Regions from separate parts of the Gossypium hirsutum genome. Here region 1 is linked to region 2. Evidence: chromatin contacts called from public Hi-C data. All regions are on one chromosome and are shown on one strand. Each heading gives the region's core, a stretch centred on a gene start, on an enhancer-like site or on the middle of the called end of the contact. The rest is flanking DNA. Distances are from core to core; before and after follow the strand shown.

The links. Hi-C and Micro-C count contacts between places; a contact is called where the count stands out from the background.
Region 1: a Hi-C map of leaf shows a contact between it and region 2, with 1.7 times the contacts expected there. The contact joins the promoter of LOC107901560 here to the promoter of LOC107901557 in region 2. A contact is called at or near these places in 10 of 34 Hi-C or Micro-C datasets (callus, leaf and seedling).

The regions. Positions count from the first base shown.
Region 1 is chrD06:21,745,426-21,748,860 of Gossypium_hirsutum_v2.1, forward strand. LOC107901560 (60S ribosomal protein L37-1) reads left to right here and starts at 1,364. Exons shown (of 4, transcript XM_016827616.2): 1 at 1,364-1,566; 2 at 1,661-1,796; 3 at 2,887-2,988; 4 at 3,078-3,251. The coding sequence starts at 1,564. The coding sequence ends at 3,124.
Region 2 is chrD06:21,415,844-21,419,814 of Gossypium_hirsutum_v2.1, forward strand. LOC107901557 (protein ROLLING AND ERECT LEAF 2) reads right to left here and starts at 1,439. Exons shown (of 4, transcript XM_016827612.2): 1 at 105-1,439. The coding sequence starts at 1,092.

The DNA of each region.
Region 1 (3,435 bases), core at 114-2,613, 330 kb after region 2:
ATCGAATCTTTATAATTCTTCCCCTTTAAGAAATTTCGTCTTTGAAATTTACTTGACAAGAGGTGAGGAGGTCAAATTCAAAGGGTAAAATATATATTAACACATAATACTATAATGTAAATATTAAAAATATATGTTAAATTATGCTTCCAAAATTTAATAAAAACATAATTATATAAAATTATTAAATATTAAATAAAAACTTCTATATAAACATTTTAATATATATATATATAAATGAACTTAAATGAGTTTAGATTAATCATTTATAGAGGTGTTCATGGGCCTAGTTGGACTGAGTTCAAGTTAAGCTTAAGTATAATATTAACTTACTTTGTGCTTATCAAAACTTGACCCAACTCTAAATATGAACCTAAATTATTACCTAAGCCCACTCATATTTATAGGTAGCTAACCCAAGTCCATTTTATACATTTTTTAAAAGGTAAATTATATTATTTTAAATTTAATATTTAATAGATTTATTTTTTTTAATTATAAAATTTTTTATATATAGTCAGCTTAATATTTTTTGATCTTTACATTATAGTATTACTTATTACTATAAAATTAATTTTTATATTTTATAAATTACATAATACATATAAAATTAACCCAATATAATATATTAAAGACTTGGATTAACGAGTTGGTCTGAGTCAAGATTGGGCTCAAACATTTAAGGCCCGAGCCTAACCCATATTTTAAATGAGTTTTTTTTGCTAAACTCATTTTTCGAACCTAGTAATTTTATCCAAATCCTCCTAAATTTTGAATGGACCTTTAGATTTGAGCAAATAGCTTGATCTTGAAACCAATCTAATCATTTATAAATAGAAGTGAATTTAAATAATGTTATTACCATACATTAATACAGCCCAACCTTATCCATCAACACATAATGGCCAAGTAAACAATCTAACAACAAAAAGTTCCAATTATGTCTTAACAAAATTGGTTACTATGTCATAAATTCTTGCACTCTCCGTAAATTTAGAAATTAGCTCATGTAATTTTATTTTTAAGAATTTAGTCTATTTTTTTTAGAATTCTAAATTCAAGCTCAACTGCTAACACTGTTAAAATTATTTTGTTAAGTTTATGTTCATTACAACATTATTTTTTTAGTTACATGGCTTCATAGTGGTTTTTTTTAATTGTGGTTTTTTTTTAATTTCAAAATATCACAATAACAAATTTAACAAAAAATATTAATAATATTAACAATTAGATTTGATTTTTGAAATCTAAAAAGTAAAAGGACTAAATTTCAAATTTATAAATAGGATAGGGAGCTATGGCATATTTTAACCAGCAAATTTCTCTCCAAGAGTAATTGGAGAATAAGAATTTGGGTTGAATCATGAAACTACAATCCATTAATTTTTCCTACATAATAATAATAAAAAGCCCAAATCCAACCCTAAAATGGAACCCTAAGAACCCATATTCAGAAAATCAACATATATATTTCTTAGATTCATAAACCTAATTTTCCTCAAAAACTTTTCCCTCAATCCCCGCACAGTTCTAGGGTTCTTGTTAGCAGCTGCGACAGAAGAAATGGTATTATAAATTATTATTGTGTATTAATTCTCCCTTTTTTTGGTCATGTTAATGAAGGATCTAAAATTCACTCTAAATTTTGAATATTTTTTAGGGAAAAGGAACTGGAAGCTTTGGAAAGCGAAGGAATAAGACCCACACACTTTGCGTTCGATGTGGACGCCGTAGCTTCCATCTCCAGAAGAGCCGTTGCGGTGCTTGTGGCTACCCTGCCAGCCGCATCCGAAAATGTATGTTTTCTTTTGCATGTTGAATTGAATCATTTTATATTTTAATAATTTCTGGATTGTAGTTTGTTTAGGTGACCTTAGAGAAGGTTCTTAAAAAAATTGAAGAATTCACGAGAATCGATCATCCCATTAAATTTATGGTTTATCTGTATTCTTGATTTTTATTTTAACAGAATGCAAACTGTTGGCATTTTTCTATATTCATTCTCTCAGGCTTTGGTTGATTAGGTAGAAAGTTGGAAAAATGAAGTAGGAGAAAAAAGGAAGATAAAAAATTCATTGGTGTTATACCTGAACCTGAAAACCAACTTGAACAACTAAAATTCAAATCCAATTTGACCAAAGTCAACAACCGGAACTCGAATTGACCAGAATTTGAAGTGACTAGAACTTAAAATATTCAAACCTGTAATGGCTGGACCACTGGAAACCCAAGCCCATACCCATACCCTGAAATGATCCAAATCTGAAATGACCCAAACTTAAAATTGGCATGGCCTGAAATGAACCAAAAGTTGTAAAACCCGAGTTGACCTGATTCAGAATGATCTGATGACACATTCTGCCCAATTGATAGGTCTAATTGGTGTGCTTGATTGGAAAGATGCAATAATGGTAAGGAAAATTTCTTTTCCATCAATTGCATGAAAGAAAAGAAAATGAAAATTTCAAAGAAAATGCAGTGCTGTTAATATGCACACTTAACTTATATCTCTTATTTTCTCTGTTCTTATCATTTCAAGTTGGAATGATATTTTTTATGCATGGGATGAAAATGGTCACTTTTCATATTTTTTCATCTCATTTTCTGTTCTTATTGAGCACACTTAAAATTGATTCTCCTTGCAGTTTTTCAGTCTAAGACTCACATCCTTTATCTTTCATATCGTGGTTCTAGTATAAGTTTTGGGTAAAAATTACAATGTCAAGCAATCTTTTTATGTAATTGTTGTTGAAGATAGCATCCTGGATTTGTTGCTGATATATTTGTTTCAGTCAATTTTGTTTGCTGAACTATGGAACTTTAATTAATGGTAATATAAGCTTGGTGGAGTTATTTGTTGAATTGGCTTTGTGTTTCTGGGTTTAGATAACTGGAGTGTGAAGGCTATTAGAAGAAAGACGACTGGGACAGGCCGCATGAGGTACCTCCGTCATGTGCCCCGAAGGTTCAAAACTGAATTTAGAGAAGGTACTTTTGAGTTTCCTGATTGAATCAAACGAAAACGTGTTTGTTGAATAATATATATAGTGATGTATTATTGTTGAATTTGTTGGCAGGCACTCAAGCAACTCCAAGGAAGAAGGCAGCTGTTGCTGCATCTTAAGTTGGTTTTGGTGTTTTGTTTTTGAGATTTCTGAATTTACACAAACTAGAAGCTTTTATGATTTTTATCATCATTTTGTACTTTTATTATTTCAACCTAATATCCATGAACAGATAGTTGTGTTTTACCATGAATCTTCACGACATTTTGATTTCTCACATTTTTCTCTTGTGAGATAGTGTCATAGTGGTATGTCATCCATGATGTTAAAATTTTGGTTTTTGCACATTTTGTGTGAGAACGAACCCCATCTAAAGTGTCTTGTTTACTATATGCTGCATTCGAGACAATTCGCAAGAGACTTTAGTGTT
Region 2 (3,971 bases), core at 189-2,688:
ACCTAAATTTATGAAATTCAACTAGGTGCAGAACAGGAAACAGGGAAAACCTAAACTGTCACAATCAAAACATATTAGGCAACTTAGAAAAGCAAGCAGGTTACCTCGATTATCAGCAAAATTGGAATGATAATGCAACCTGGTAGCCTCCAGCATCTTAGAAACCTCTTGAGCACTCTCTGAGCATTTCAAGAAATGGTCATCAATCTCATTCAAAACCAGCATCAAATTCACACTAGAAACGGTCTTCACCATTCGCATGAAATCTGCCGGAGCCGTTTTCGAATGCTCCATCTGTACCTGTTGTTTCCCCTTCACATCATCCTCCACCGCCACCTTCTCCGGCCTCTCCGGAGTCTTGGGCTCAATCTCACTATCGGCTCCGCCATGGCTATTAAACCCCACACCACCCACATTGTTAGCGAAAGGTTCAGCATTTCTACCCTCGGTCTCGTTGTCATTGTTGTCCAAATCCAAGCTCGGACCCGGCATGTTATTGTCGACCATAAAGAAGTAATCCCAAGCCATGTGTTTAGCTTCCGGCATCGGCGGCGGGTGGTGGGTCACATTGTTGTTCTCCGATGTCGACGCCGTCATATCTTCCCTATTATGCCCTCGTGAGTCTTTCCTGAGACCTTCATTATGATTTTTTTCAAGCACCTCGTTTTCTACATGATTTTCTTCTTCTTCTTCTTCTTCTTCAATAGCGAGAGAAGAATCGAACTCCTTGCGACTCTTGATGGGCATTTCTGGCATGCTGAGGGCGCGTTTGATGGGAGCGACGGGGCTAGGGGAGAAGTTAGGAAGCGGAGGAGGTGGAGGAAGGTTGTCCATCATAGGAGGCGGAGGAGGCGGCTGAGGAGTGGAGTCAAGTGGAGGAATCCCACGTGGTTGTTCTTCGAGGGGCTCTTCAGCTTCCCCATGACCGTAGTCACTCAAGGCAGCGCCGGTGTTCTTCAACGAAATGGCGTACCCAGAGTGACCGGCGGCGAAGGCGTTTCGAGTTACGACCGCATCTTTCATCAAGTTCTTCCGGTCCTTGCATCGAACCACCGATTCTTCGTTCTCTATTCTGGACTGGGCACACCCCATTTTTAGCAGAAACAATTGGCCCAGTTAGCAACCACCGGCTCCGACAGCCAAATAAACCCAATGCTGCGCCGTTCGCGGTGGTTCTTTCGGCTATTATCTTTAGATATTTCGTTTGGGGATTAGAAATATTGAGAGTGGGATACTGCCAAGGATAGAACAGCGAGAAAACGAGAAGACAAAGGCAAATAGTGCAGCAGAGCAGCGCAGAGCTGAGGGAAAGAGAGTGATGAGAGTGGGGTATATGCATTTGTACTCGCTGTCCTTTTCTCTATATTTTTAAATTAACGGTCACATTATTTTATTAAAAAAAAAAGCAATAACGTTTCACGACGGCGTTTTATTGCTGATATATATGGTTACTTCTACTTTTACTCCCTATATTATTTTTATGGTTAAGATATGCAACAAGTCCCTATACTTTTCGAAAATTAAGAATTTAGTCTATATACTTAAATTTTAATAGAATTTAGTCTCTTTATTTTTTAGATTTCAAAATTTAGGTCCAATTATTAATAATTTTAATTTTTTTTGTTAAATTTGTTGCTATAATATTTTTCAAATAAAAAAAACTCACTTAATAGCCATGTAACTAAAAGAAGACTTTGTAATTAACTCGAATTTAACAAAAAAATAAAAGTTAACAATGTTTAATAGTTAGACCTGAAATTTAAAATTTAAAAAATAGAGAAATTAAATTTTATAAAATAAAAATATAAAGACTAAATTCTCAATTTTCAAGAATTTTGTGGCACATTTTAAACTATTTTTATTATACTTCTTTTAAGATAACTTTGATTTGTAATATCTAAAAGAATGAAGATAGCTATTTTTAACATAAATAATACATGAATTTTAAATCCGGGTTTACAAAAAAAAACCTCGAAATCTAAGGTTTTTTTGTCGGTTATTAGGTTTGGAGTTGTTTTCCTACGAGCTCTTCAATTTTTTTCATTGAAGTTTTTGTGTGAAAAATAAGATAGAAACAAATAGATTTTAAGTTTTTCATTAAAAAAAAACTTAAATAAATAATATTTAATATTTTTTTTAGATTTTATTAGTTAAAAAGTGTCATGTGTCAAAAAATAATTAGTAAAGTATTTTTTAAAGTAATTTGAGTAATGGAGCATAATTTAAGTATCACTTATAACTAAAAACAAAATTTAAAGATCAACTTAACAAAAATGTGTATAATTTAAATACTATTTCATAGTTTAAGTCTTACTAAAAAAATAATTCATACATAATTTCCGCAACATGAAAATCCAACTAAAACATAAAATGGTAAATTCCACCCATGGTCACTTTTGTTTATCTTATGTTACATTTTAGTCACTTATGTTTGAAATGTTACGTTTTAGCCATTTATGTTATTGTGTTGTAACATTTTAGTTACTGATCTGTTAATTGCCGTTAACGGTGTAATGATAAACTGATGTGGCACGTTAAATAATCATTTCAAACAAAAATTTTAGGTAAAATTATATAATCGATCCCCATTTTTTTTTCTTTTTGAGTAGTTTAATTTTTTTCTTTTATGTTCTTTAAACTTTTCTTTCTTTTTTTTTCCAGTCTCTTCTGTTTCTCCCTCTGTTTTCCTACCTTCTCCATTTCTTTTAACATATCAGGAAGTTGAATTGGCAGTGAAGAAAGAAACAGGAAGTTGAAAGCCATCATTGCCTATAACCAAAACCCATATCATGCTTCTTTCTTCACTGTCAATTCGACTTCTTGATATGTTAAAAGAAAATTTTAAATTGCTCAAAACGAAAAAATATGGAGACTAATTGTATAATTTAACTTAAATTTTTTGTTTGAAATGATGATTTAACGTGTCACTTTAGCTTACTGTTACACCGTTAACGGCAATTAACGACTTAGTGACTAAAATATTACAACAGGATAATGTAAGTGGCTAAAATGTAACATTTCAAACATAAGTGATTAAAATGTAACCTAAGGTAAACAAAAGTGACCATTAATGTAGTTTACCCAACATAAAAATTTCAAGTAATCAACTTTTACCAGCTTGCCATTGGCCAACTCCAGTTTCGTTTTGTTTTTTAGCTCTATTATTAGATAACATTCCTATATAAAAGATTATTGTAGTAGATAAAAAGTAAAAATGAAAACAAACACAGTTAAAAAGGTAGCAACGAATAATCTCCATGGATTAGGTATTAGGTGAGCAGAAATTAGAGAGAGGAGAGAAGCTTAATAGATGAGTATATATTTTTGATATATTGTATGTCCAATAGATACATCAGGATCTAAAATCCTAAAAGCTCGAAATAACAGCTTTTATTTTTTGTTATGCATGCTATAATACATATTTTTTTAACATTAATTTTATTATAAATTCTTATCATATCTGTTTTTTATGCAATGTTTAAAATTAATTATAATAATGAGTTTTAATATATTCGAACCTATATTTTTTTGCACTAATAACAATATCAATATCAATTGAGTTAGAACTCAATTAACTTAATAAGTATGCATTGAAAACCATTCAAATCATATAAAAATAAACCTAGGACTACCTTATAAGCTAGATTAATTCGGTGGATGTATGAACATCCATCTCCTTGGCAAGAGTAAGTACGTAATCATAATAACAAGCTTCACCAGAACTAATCATAGGCAGCTTGAGAGGGATAAAGAGCTTCTATTATTTTTTTTCTCTACTTTTAAATGCAATTAATTGCCTTGAAATAATTGGATTGGATTAGTGGTGTCGAAACTATTTTTTTGAAAGAGTTGACTTTTACTTTTAAAGTGAAAACAAAAAAAGGGAGTCACTACCAATCTTTTTTTTTTATGAGGTATGATCAGGTCACATCGTAAAATGATTATTTTTAATAAACAGTTTGATTTATTAA